Linked DNA regions of Mus musculus: region 1 is linked to region 2. The links are chromatin contacts, called in public promoter capture Hi-C maps. All regions are on one chromosome and are shown on one strand. Each heading gives the region's core, a stretch centred on a gene start, on an enhancer-like site or on the middle of the called end of the contact. The rest is flanking DNA. Distances are from core to core; before and after follow the strand shown. Region 1 holds the start of Cep85l (centrosomal protein 85-like). Region 2 holds the start of Ascc3 (activating signal cointegrator 1 complex subunit 3).

The links. Promoter capture Hi-C pulls out the DNA fragments that hold promoters and counts their contacts.
Region 1: a contact with region 2 is called in a promoter capture Hi-C map of pre-B cells, with 13 times the contacts expected there. The contact joins the promoter of Cep85l here to the promoter of Ascc3 in region 2. A contact is called at or near these places in 2 of 39 promoter capture datasets (liver and pre-B cells).

What each region holds. Positions count from the first base shown.
Region 1 is chr10:53,376,906-53,383,104 of GRCm38.p6, reverse strand. It overlaps Cep85l (centrosomal protein 85-like), which reads left to right and starts at 3,222. Exons shown (of 13, transcript NM_001204983.2): 1 at 3,222-3,596. The coding sequence starts at 3,524. Gm46225 (a long non-coding RNA gene) reads left to right here. Exons shown (of 3, transcript XR_001779770.2): 2 at 1,536-1,643; 3 at 2,381-2,519.
Region 2 is chr10:50,589,539-50,596,134 of GRCm38.p6, reverse strand. Ascc3 (activating signal cointegrator 1 complex subunit 3) reads right to left here and starts at 3,466. Exons shown (of 42, transcript NM_198007.2): 1 at 3,238-3,466.

The DNA of each region.
Region 1 (6,199 bases), core at 1,973-4,472, 2.8 Mb before region 2:
CTGACTTGAGGCAAAAGCTCAGGAGGTAGAGTTCATTTTCTGTACTTCCTGGAATGAGAAACCTTCTGGCTTTGCCCAGTGCATACTCTCCAGCCATCTCTCCCAACTTTCCTTCCTCTATTTTGGTAGCACAGGTAGGAATATCCACGCAGGAAGCTCAGGGAATCACAGCCTAGATGAATGCTACTATTAACCTGGCCCTGGAGAGTTGGGTAATTATTTCTCAATAGTATTTCAACATAATTCCTGAGCTAATTAGTAACCACAAATGGCTAGGAAAAGAATCGAAATAGTACTTTACTCCGTTTAAACATGTGTGTACATAAAACATCTGTAACCTATCTGTCCTACAGCAACTGATTTTTTCTTTAGTGAGAAGTAACAGTTTTATATCTATAGTGTGTGTTTGTATTACAAACATTACAAAAAATATTAAGCAATGAAATTCCCACAGCAAATCTTCAAGATAGTGGTCTCTGTTACAATCCCAAATTATACGTAAGGAAATTAAAGCACACACTGTTCATGCTGTAATAGGCAGGCCACTTCTCTTCTGCTTACTATAGGATGAATGAGTTCTATGTGTTAGGAACCAAATAACATTTTCAAATCCAGCTTAGAAAAGTGTTCTTAGTTTTCATTGTTGAATGATCATTTGAGTCAATAACAATGTAAACAAAATTTGATAACTTGTGATTTCTCTTGTGGGAAAGCTTACAAATTATGTCATTGATATGAACTTGACACACCAGACATTTCTAGTTATAAAAATTTTAGACTTCATCCATACATCTTTGTCAATATTCTGGTAATCATTTTTGAGGAACTGTTGCAATTATTTTTTGTTGACAGTTTTTCCTATATATTATTCATCTTGTTTCATAAAATATATAGTTTTGCAAATTGAATAGATATTGACATTTACATTATGAGATTTTTATGATAGTATTAAAAAATCACCTTTACCCATTGTTATAACCTTTTTCAGCTTTCTTGCTGCTTGTCCAAACTGATAAGTTTGAATAAGGAAAAAGAAGTAAGAAAATCCAATGTGCCTCAAGGAAAAAAAAAAGTAAAGGAAATCAGAGTGCTCAACCCAAGATTCGAACCAACCTTATGAATGCACCATTTATCTTTCATCTAAAAGATCTCTTACTAGTTTATGTGCATGTGTTGGGCTGTATGAACAGGTGCCCCATGGTGCAGAGGCAAGAAGAGGGCATCAGAACTGGAGTTATAAGTGATTGTGAGCTGCCCTGTGTGGGTGTTAGGAATTTAATCCCAGTTCTTAACTGCTGAGCCACCTGTCCAGCACCAATGTCTTTATAAAATAATTTTTTCTTTAAAAATTTCACGCAATGGTTTTTGATTATATTCATCCCCACTCTTCCCCCTAACTCCTACCAGATGTACTCAATAATGTCTTTAACATTTTTTAAAAAAAGAAATTTGTTGGGTATTAATTTCATTTTTAAATATTTACCTATGTCTTCATTTTCCTCCTTCTTTCCTTTATTTTTCCTCTTCTTTCCTAGACAAGGCTTCATTATGTAGTTCAGGCTAGCCTTAAACTCTTCATGTTGTAATCCAGGTTTCAATTGGATTCCTGGTTTATTGGTTTCCATCAAGTGCTGGGATTGCAGGTATGTACTACTATGCTGTGCAAACATTTAATCATTTATATGAAAGTAAAGAATTGCATCTATCTCATTAGCATACAGAGTGTTTTCATCTTTAATGAATGGTAAATTTGTATATGTAATAAATAATTTATTAAAATAAATTTATAATATAAGCAAACATTTGCCTTGAACACCATTTTATTTATCTAGTCATCCAGTGTTGTATAAAAGTTTCTTGGACAAAAGGGGTTATGAGGTTGTGAGTTTTAAATGTTTAAGAATCTCTAAGCGACCGGAACCTTTCTTTCCTTCTTACTCCCTCCCTCCCTTTCTTTCTTTCTTCCTTCCTTCCTTCCTTCCTTCCTTCCTTCCTTCCTTCCTTCCTTCCTCTCTCTCTCTCTCTCTCTCTCTTTCTTTCTTTCTTTCTTTCTTTCTTTCTTTCTTTCTTTCTTTCTTTCTTTCTTTCTCCTTTTTCTTTCTTTCTAGAAAGCACAGAGGAGGCTAAAGCAGGAGAACCAGGAGTTTGAGGGCAGCCTGGGTTACACATCAAGTTTCCAGCGAATTTGGGCTTTTTGTTAAACTACAAATTATGAAAAGATGTATTTGTAGATATAGTATTTTTACTTTCGATATTTTTCTTTGTGGAACTGTTAATGTTTTTTTCCCCATCCTTTTCAACTGTCAATAAATAATTAGATACATTTTAGATCAGATAAAGAGCCATCTCGTTATATTTTCATATTTCTGTCACCTTCTAGCATCAGAATCATTTGACGGTTGACCAACATCTGAAGATTTGGAGAAATATCTGCAGATCTACAGGAAGGAGACTAGATGTATAACCACGGTTTGGTACATTTCAGCAAATGTGGTGAGTTATAGCACACATTTTTAAATGTAAGCCTCACAAGCTTTAAGTAGTATTTTACTTGAGGATACATCAATATTAAGCTTTTGTTAGCAGTTTCCACATTAGGAAAAACATCACTGGACTCAAAGCCTAAGGAACTTATCGTCTGGGTTACTTCTGATTGGCATGCTGAGACTGCCTCCTTGTACAGTGGTTGACAGTGTTTAGTTTGTATCTAAATATTCAAATGATTATATTGCCAACAAGAGTAATTGCAAGAGGATGCTGTATTCCTTTGTCTTTTCTCAGGATGTCTGTTCCTAGGAAGGGTGGGAAATAAAGTGGAGCAGATGTGGGAGGCAGGGATGTCCTCTTTTCTATTCCCACCGTGATCCATAACCGGTGCTTGTGGAACGCATGACAACAATTTTAATTCTGATCTCCATTCTGAGTCAGATGGCTAGCCCCACAGCCCCTTGAAGCGGTTGCAGGGACAACTCGCACCTTTTATAACAACTGTGCCCCTAGAAAGCACGTATAGGAAGACAGGGTTTGGGATTAAATTATGGACCCTCTCTCAGCTTGAAGGTAACAGGATGGAGAAGTAGGGAGCGGCTTCAGGATGATCACCCGCATGCTGTTAGCAATAGGTTTTTGGTTCGCCAAGAGTCCCAGGCCCCGCCTTGAGGCCCCGCCCTCTGGGCCCCGCCCCCAGCCCCATCCAGGCCCCGCCTGTCCTGGCCCGGCCCGCTGCCTAAGGTTCTGCCGGGCGGAGGGGGCTGAGAGAAGCCGCAGCTGCAGATTCGCTTTGAGCCCCGGAGCCTGCGATCGCGCCGCCGTCACCGGGGAGCTACTAGCTTCCCCGGCCCGGGCCTCAGCGCAGCCGGCTGGGCCATGGCAGCCGCCGCGCTCCGGGGCCGTCGCTGAACAGCCGTTAAGCCCCCCGCCCGGGTCCGGTCCGCGCTGCCGAGGCCCAGGCTCCGCTCAAGTTTCCGCCCAGAAGCCGAGGCGACCGCGGGCCCCGAGCTCCAGGCTCGCCCGCTCGCCCGCTATGTGGGGCCGTTTCCTGGCCCCGGAGGCTGGCGGCCGGGACAGCCCCAGCGGGGCCCGCAGCTTCCCTGCGGGTAAGGAGGACTGCGGGCGGGTGGGGTGACGGCCGCCAGGGCTTCTCCGGAGTCCGCGCCCTAAGGCCTGCGACCCCCGCGGGGTGACAACTCGGCTCTTCTGGGCCGCTCGGCCGGGCTTTGTTGTCCCTCGTGTGGTGTGCGTGGCTGCCCCACGCGGGACGCGGGCGGGAAGGTCGCTGCAGTGTCGCCCGCAGCCACTGCTCCAGAGAAGCTGCTGAGGACTTGGTCGCCGATTGAGACCCCCGAGGGGGCGGCAGCTCTTAGAAAGCAGGTCGCATGGCTGCCAGGGCTCTCCTGGGTCCCATCAGAGCCCAGCCGCCTTCGAAACGGGGCTCAGGGAAACTGGGGGGTTGCAGCTTTGCGGTGGTGGTTGTAGGGACTGTTAGAATCAGACAACCATTTCATGCCTGCATCACCCAGAAGTTGTGTAGGAGCCACTGAATTATAAATCTTCCCCTAACGTGGAATAGAACAAGAAGAGTTGGCTTGACCATGACAAGTTATCTAATGATGACAGTCTAAAGGGCTCTTTAATCTGAACTGAATCATGAACCCCTTTGAAAAGCTGAAAGATACATAAATTTTTTTCCTTCTCCCCCCCACCCCCCAAGAGAAAAGGGCTACTTATTTGTACGCAGAATTTCTCCTAAAAATTTAGGTATTTTGGGGACCCATGGGTGGTAACCCTGTTCTACAAAGTGTTAGAACTTGACTTGTGTAACTTAGAGGCAGTTGTGTACCTTTTGCAAAACTGTTCGAAAAGAAGCATTTTGTAGGAGTCCTTTTGTGGTATTCTCTGCCTTTTTGAAGATACCATGCAGGCACATTGCTACTGAAATTTTGAACAATGAAATTCTGTGACAGTTTAAATTCTAAACTATCAGTAGTTCTCAACCTCCCTAATGCTGCGAACTTTAAAAGTTCCTCATGTTGTGATGTCCCCAAACCATAAAATTATTTTCATTGCCACTTCATAACTGTAATGTTTGCTATTGTTATGAATTGTAATGGACGTAGTTGAAATGTGACTCTCATGAGGTCATTTGACGTCAAGGGGTCGCGCGACCCAGAGGTTGAAAACCATTGGTTTAGAACTGTAATGTCTGTATGTCTGTCTCTATGTGTGTGTGTATATAATGTATATAATGTATATATATATGTATGTATATATGTCTCTTACACCTTATTCTTTTATACCCTCCCATAATAGTTTTAGAATAGAGATTAGAATAGCTGTGAATTTAGTAACAATATATGCAGGGAATTACTTTCTAAAATATTTACTGGTTGCCTTCAAGAGTAGACAGACATTTAGAGGTTTCTGATGCTTACCCAGTTGTTGTGGGGCCTGGCCTGGAAGTGGCTTTAGTGATGGAGAAGGTACTCATCCCTGGGGGCCAAAGAGAGTGATTTCCAGCTATCCATATATGTCAAAACCCATCTGTGATGTCTTTGTAACCTAACCTCTAAAATCTTACTCTTGGTAATGGCCCTTGTTGGAAGTACATCCCAGAAGCATTGTATCCAGTTTTCCATTGTTTTCTAAGAGAACATTTCAGAGTTAGCAGCTAAATAATTAAAAGGCTTCGATGTTACACTGCAGTTTCTAGACATTGACTCTTCCTAGAATATAGAGGAAGAAAATAATGTTTAGATTTAAGGGATTCAGACAAGATAAATCTTTATAAAACTATGTGTTCTCAGCTGACAGTAGTAAGTCATAAATCACAATACTTCTTTCCAATGAAATAGTGAAAATTTTCATCTATACACTGAGTGTGGATTATTTGTATAGCAATGGTGATGTAATTATTTTCTCCTTGAGCTGATATAAATACTGAAATTATTTAAAATGAATTTTTATAAGATATTTAGATAAACAAGTGTGGTGTATCTAGCAAATGATCTGAGTGAAAGTCAGGATAACGTAAGGGCTGGTTCATGTGGAAAGCATCTTTTTCTTACAAATATGAAGAAAATGTGTCTTGGAAATACTGACCCTTTGGCTAATTCAAGCAATTTTAGGATCTATATGATGATAACAACAAACAAACAAACAAACAAACAAACAAACAGTCTTCTTTCCCACTCCCTCTTCTGAGTACCTTAGCATAGGCTGGCCTTTAACACAAAATTGCAATGTAGCCAAGACTGGCCTTGAGCTACTGATCCTGCCAAACACTCTTAAAGTGCTGGGGGGAATCACAGACTTGTGACATCTGCCAGCCCAGCCTCCTGATGGAGTGTATTAGCAATCTGTTTGGTTCTGAGACAGTAAATAATTTTCTGATATTAAGAAGCCTGTCTTTGTATGCACAAAGTTAATTCTGGGTGTTCTAAAACTGGTTTATGCAAATAGGTGATTGACTAAGGGGAAAAGCAAAGGTAAGAGAGGTCAGCTTTCTGCAGTGGAAAGGAAGTTGCTGCTGCAGTAACATTTAAGGATGTAACAAATGGGAACAGTATGTATACTTTAGAAACTACTAAGCAGTCCTCCCTCCCTCCCCTTCTTCCCTCCTCCCCTCCTTCCTTCCTTTCCTTCTTTCACTCATTCTTTCTTTCTTTTTAGCATTTAGCTGTGTTTTGTCTTTATCCAGTAT
Region 2 (6,596 bases), core at 2,217-4,716:
TACTCACATGTAAGTATGAAGTACAGACTGAGAATTTCTTATTTGAAATGTTTGAAATTAAAGTGCTCCCAGACTGAGGCTGTTAGATTTTAGAATATCTGCATGTAAAAAATGAAATAGGTTTGTCAATGATGGTCCGTCCCACAATTAAACAAAGTTAATTTATGCTTTATAGTAAAGTCCCAGATTGATTTTACTCAATATTTTTAATAATTTTGCCGATAATGTGCAACTTTCTACTTTTGATGTCAAGTCAGTTATAAAAGCTCCAAATACCAGGTTCTGTATAGCAAAGAAACTGTCAGCACAGCACAGACAACCCACAGAACAGGTCTTTACCAGTTGTACTTCAGAAAAGGGGTTAATATTCAGAATTTACAAAGAATTACAAAATTAAATACCAAGGAAATAACAGATGGGCTAAAGAACTGAACAGTGTTCAAAAAGAGAAACACCAATGACCAAGTTAGTTTAAAAGTCTTCAACATTTTAGTATTTTAAGAGCCAATGGGAAAATTCAAACTAAAACTTTAAGATAACACCAGTCAGAATACTGGTCATCAAGAAGTTTGATAACAAATGTTGGAGAGAATGTGGAGACAGGAACCCTTATTCACAGATGGTAGATATGCAAATTAATAGAGGCATTATGGGAATCCACTGGAAAGTCATCAAAAATATAACTAACATATGACCTATTTTACTCCTGGGTATCCCTGAAGAACTCCCAGTTATACCATATAGATAATTGTAACCCCATGTTTACTACTTTTTTTAATTAACTATAAAAAGAACACAGAACCAACCTTATTGTCCATCCACAAATGAAAATCGCTGTGTATGTGTGTGTGTATATATACACACACATACATATATACACTCACACACACATACATATACATAAGTATACATATATCTATACACACACACACACACACACATATATATGTATACATTCACACACACACACACACACACACACACACACATATATATGGCAATACTCAGAACTTATTCTCAACCTGTGGGTCACAACTCTTTGAAGGGTAACATATCAGCCTGAGTATCAGATATTTACATAACGATTCATAACAGTAGCAAAATTATAGTTATGAGGTAGCAACGGAATAATTTTATGATTGAGGGTCACCACATCATGAGGAGCTGTACTAAAGGGTTGCTGCATTAGGAAGGTTGAGAACCACTGGCTTAGAATGACCCATAGTGATGTCATATTATCTCAGAAAGAAAGAGAAACATGTCTTCTCTTATACTAAGCTACTAGCTTAGTGCCTCCCTCCTCCCTATCTCCCCTGAGTGTGTGTGTGTGTGTGTGTGTGTGTGTGTACAAATGTAAACATGCGTTCGGTGAACATATATAGAAGATTTAATATTAGGTGATAAAGGAGAAATGAAATCAAGTAATAGACATTGTAGAGCTTTTTTTCCATTTTAATTGTTATTTTTTTCATTTTTTGTGGGGAATAAGTGAGTTAAAATATATGTGCTAGTGAAAATGTAAAATTCAACGTAAAGCTCTACAGTTTCAGAATTCTCTAACTGTATAATACCTCCGTTGAGGTGGAGACTTCAGATATGGCTCATTGTTCCTCATGACATTTATTTACAAGTTCTTTGTAATGAAGTTTTGGGAGTACTTCATATTTTGGGTTTTCAGATTTGGAATTCTCAGATTCCTTATTGTCTCCTCTGTAATTCTTCATTTATTTCTGGAGATGTTCATGAGCTAAAATTTTAACTGCGCATACTCACTTTCTCAAAGTTGAAAACTGTACTTATACAAACTATCCTCAAGAAAGATGTATTAGAGTAAAAAGTTTATTCTGTTACCATATAGGCTCTTTATAAAAATGTTTTGTATGTAGACTTTCTATATCCTATGCCAGACATGAGGTATCAATACAACCAATGTAAATACTAGAAAAAAATGAAAACGCTTCCAGCCAGAAATTTGTTTCCAATTATTAATTTAAACATCCCTTCTAAAAGAGTGTTTGCTAGTTAACTATACAAAGTTCTGTGAGAACAGGGACTTTCTATGTCCTACACCTCCCACAGTGCTAGGGAATGAATGAAGAGTGAACAAATGAATGAATTAATGAATGAACCAAGTTTTTTAGAAAAAATTATTCAACAAGGATCAAGAAAACTAAGTCTTGCAAAATTAATTCACTCATGTAAATAACACTAAGCTACACTTAACTGACATCTCTATGAATATTTTAATGCAACACAGTATTATCTTTGTGGATGGCTTACTTATGCAGTGGGTTTCATAGAATAAAGTAATCCTTTTTTTTTTTTAGGTTTTTTTTTTTTTTTTTTTTTGAGGCAGTGTAGCCCTGGCTGTCCTAGACCAGGCTGGCCTCGAACTCAGAAATCCGCCTGCCTCTGCCTCCCAAGTGCTGGGATTAAAGGCGTGCGCCATCACGCCCGGCGCAACACCAGTATTATAATCGTCATGACGTGAAAAACTAAATACAAAACATGAGCTAGAGCACGTCCAGCCTAGACTCAGAAGCGGAATTTGAGAACAATCAAACTCAGAAAACAAACGTTTCAGCTTATGAATCTGAAAAGGGGGTAGATATAGTTGACTGTTCTAATTTTTATCCAGGAACAACAACAACAACAACAACAACAACAACAACAAAAACCACACCACAGGTAGCAATTAGACTGCACTTGTGATGCATATCAAACTCAGTAGACTGAACTTCTTTCTTTTAAAGGTAAAGGAAATTACAGCATCCTACCAAGAACCACTTCATCTACCCCCTTAGCATAGACACTTCTTTATTTAAAAAAAAAAAAAAATACATTCTAGAGTCCTCCGATTGTTAAATTCACCCACTGCCCTGAACTCCAGGACCCAAAGCACTCGCTCCTCTGTGTTGTGGGGGAAACCCAACCCAACAGATGTAGGCGAAGAACGACGTTGCTAGGAATGTGTAATATAAATAAGGGGAGAGGGAGGAGAAAAACAGGTTAAGCCTAGAACAGAAAATTTTTCATCTTGTGGCCATTCTGTCCTTACACGTGGGCAATCGCGCTGGAGTTTTCACCCCAACCCCCACCTACAAACTTAGGTGAGCCGGGACGCCCAGCCGAGGGATGACAGCTCGGTCCACCCGCGCTCTTCCGGACTCTGAGACCAGCCCCGCCCCGCCGCACACTCGGGCTCCGCCACCCGCGCCCTCCCTCTCCCTAGCTCACCTCAGCCCCGCCGCCACGCGCGCCTCCGGCCTCCTGGAGGTTTGCTTCCTCTTCTCACTCCGGCGGAGCGGAGCGGAGGGCTGCGCCCCGACCTCCTCCGCAGCACACGCGGGCCGGCGGGGGTCGCTCGCTGTCACGCCTTAGCGCGCGAGGGCTGCCCAGCTGGCACTGACCCACAAACCCACACACCCGCGCCGAGCGACGGAGGGGCGGGGCGGGCGCCGGCCATACGTCACCGACCGCGACGCCAACGTCGCCACGTCAGCACCCGGCCGCCCTCGGCCCCGCCCATGCGGGGGTTGGCGTCGGGTGGCGTACACGCTAGCAAGTTTCAGCTCAGTTTTAGTGGTCCGACTCTTGGTTCCCTCCGGCCGACTCCCTAATCCCCGCTTGGTTCTGATAATGGCACCGAGTAATTAATTCCTATTGAAGGCAGAAACCAGTGAGTCACAGTCCCGTGGTTACTAGATGGTTCCGCCCACCTGCTCTAGGCTCAAGTTTCGATTTCCCTGAGTTTCATTATTCTCCACTTTGTACTTCTGAAGTTGTTTCTGACCTTCGAAACAAAACATCTGACGATAGCCTGGTGCGACTGGCAAATTTAGAAAAGCTAGCCTAAAAAAACTGCATTGTTGTTAAGTTTGAACTGATGAGCGAGGATACAGATGTGGTATGCATTGTCATCCTACCCTTTCAGCCCATTCTTCCCGAGACAGTTGTCCTAAAACTCACCAGAACCCTGTTTTATAGAAGCAGCATTGGTTGAATAATAAACATAACTTGCCAAACCCACTGGAAGTTCTGTATACCAGACTGAGGTAAGAAGACCTCAATAGCGATAGAAGCATTTCAGAAATTAAAATGAGATAACGCAGATGAAAAGAATCATGAAGTATTAATGAAACTTGGTAAGATTCACTAAGAGGAAAAGTTACTGGACTGTCAGCAATATGAAAGACCCATCTGGTGATAAAGGTTTGTCTGGTATGACCTGAACTTTATGAGGAAAACAAACAAAAACCCTTCACATTCTGAGAGTCCCTTCTAATACAATCCAAGGAACTAAATGCACTGTAGAAGCAATATATGACCATCACAGTCTCTACATTTCTCTAAGTTCCCAGTCTCTACATTTTCTAAGTAGATGCTGAATGCTTACATAATAGGGATTTGGGGGGAGGGAGACGCATTTTAGGAGAATTACTGGCTGGTTTTGCTAAAAGTTAGTCCAGTCGCATGTAGCCTTTCAAGCGTTTACAGTCTAACTCATTTTATCACCAAACTACAACTGGTGATCCCAAAGACTCTTGGTCTCACTAGAGAAAGAATTCTAGGAGAGATACAGAAGAGACTTAAGCAAAAGCAAATTCATTATAGTAAAAAAGCAGAGGCAGATATTCCCAAGTGGGAAGGCCACCTGAGAATCCAAGCAGAGGTGATGTGAGTGGCATAGAAATATTTTGCTAATCTGAGATACATAATTGTGGAATTTTCAGAAACAGAGAGAGCATTTCCATGAAGCAGGCAGGGAAGGAAGAGGGGTTTGATCAAACATAGAATTATAGTACCAAGATTGCAATTTTGGAACAGCATGTATGTTAAAAACCGCAACTATAAATAAGATGCTAATTAATTTCCAGCTGAACTTTTGGGTCTCAGAGTCTCTGCAGCATGCAGATATTACTTGTATAGAGTACAACTGAAAGTAATATCATCCTGGCACTCAATCGAGCTAGATGAAGCCATCACTGTTGGGTTAGATTTATGTTTTATTTTTCACTCTCTCCTCTACCAGTAAATGAGACAAGATAAATAAGTAAAAAAGAAAAATGAAAGGAGTCTACATAGATAGTTTAGATTATACCCAACAGAGTTCCAGAGGATCAAAAAGATGAAAATTGAAAATGTACTACCTGACTCTCCTGTGCTATGCTCAAGCCACTAGCCAGATTTGGCTCTACAAAATAGAAATCTGACTTATTGGAATTAAGGTTTTCAAAATATATGCCATATTTTGAAAACTTAACGGGAAGGTGATTGTAAGCTATCAACTTTTTATTTATTTTAGATAAGCCTTTGTACATTGAGCCAAATGAAATGTAATTATTTCAGCCCTTACTTTTAAAATGTATATCTATAAACTTTAAAATGGTGCAGGTGACTTAAATTATACTTCTACATAGTACCAGAGTGGAAGGAAATAACTTCACTAGTTTCTTAAGAAATACCTTTGAACTCCTTTATTTTCTCAGGGATGTTTTTCAAATGTTTACTAAAAGACAATCTACTAAAGATGGCTCCTAGTTTGGAGAAAGAAGAATGTCTAGAAAGTTTTTTAACAAAGCTAAAAGCAAATGCAATCTGATAAATAGCAACCCTCCTGCCTATACTGAGAGGTTATTTCAGTATTTTTGTTATTTTCCATTTATCTTTGTGTGTTTGTGATATGTATGTGTGGGCACATTTGTGTGTGTGTGTGTGTGTGTGTGTGCGCGCGTAAGTCTTGTTGATACCTGAAACATTTTCTTCAGGACCTTTAAGTCTTTTCTTATGAAAGGAGCTGATAAAACTATGGGAAAATGTTTAGATACATTAGTCCAGCCACTAATCTTCAAACAGTAATATTTGTGCTTACATGAAGGCTAAGCAAAGTCTGTTAAACTTTTAAGCTTCTTCCTTGTACATCTTGCTACTTTCACAATGACAGCCAGGTTTTTATGACTTAATCCTTGATATACCTCAAGAGAAAGGTAAGATGTAACTGTAGTCTCCCAGGCTTACTGCCTCAGTTTGCTAACCTAGGCCTAGTCCTGGAAGCTTCTATTCTCTGTACAATCTAATCTAGGCCTAGAATGTTTTCAGCCTCTGAGACTTACTACTGAATAAATGCTCACCCTTTCTAGTTCTTTCTGAATACTGGCTGGCTGATTCAATTCAACTATTCTGGCTCAAACTCCTCTCCACGCTGACTGATTCAATTTAGTTTCCAGCCTGGCACTCAATCCATCAAGATGAAGCTGGGTTTCTCACTGAATTGCTCTGCTTGGCATCAAACTCACTCTAGCAATCTGTTCTAATCTTCTGGCTCGTTCTCATTCTCTGCCTCTGTTTTCACCTGTGTCTCACTTGTTCTCTCTATAACCTGTGTCTGTAAAATGTCCAGGTAAGACTGCCTCTGCACTCCACCAAATGCACTGCCACAAACTCAACTCCACTGCACTGACTCTCAACTGACTCCCAGATCACTGAATCAACTGAACTAACTGACTAGAACTCAGAGATCTGCATACTTCTGTCTCCTGAGTGTTAGGATTAAGGGTGTGTACCACCATGCCTAGACATAAGCTTTTCTTTACCTG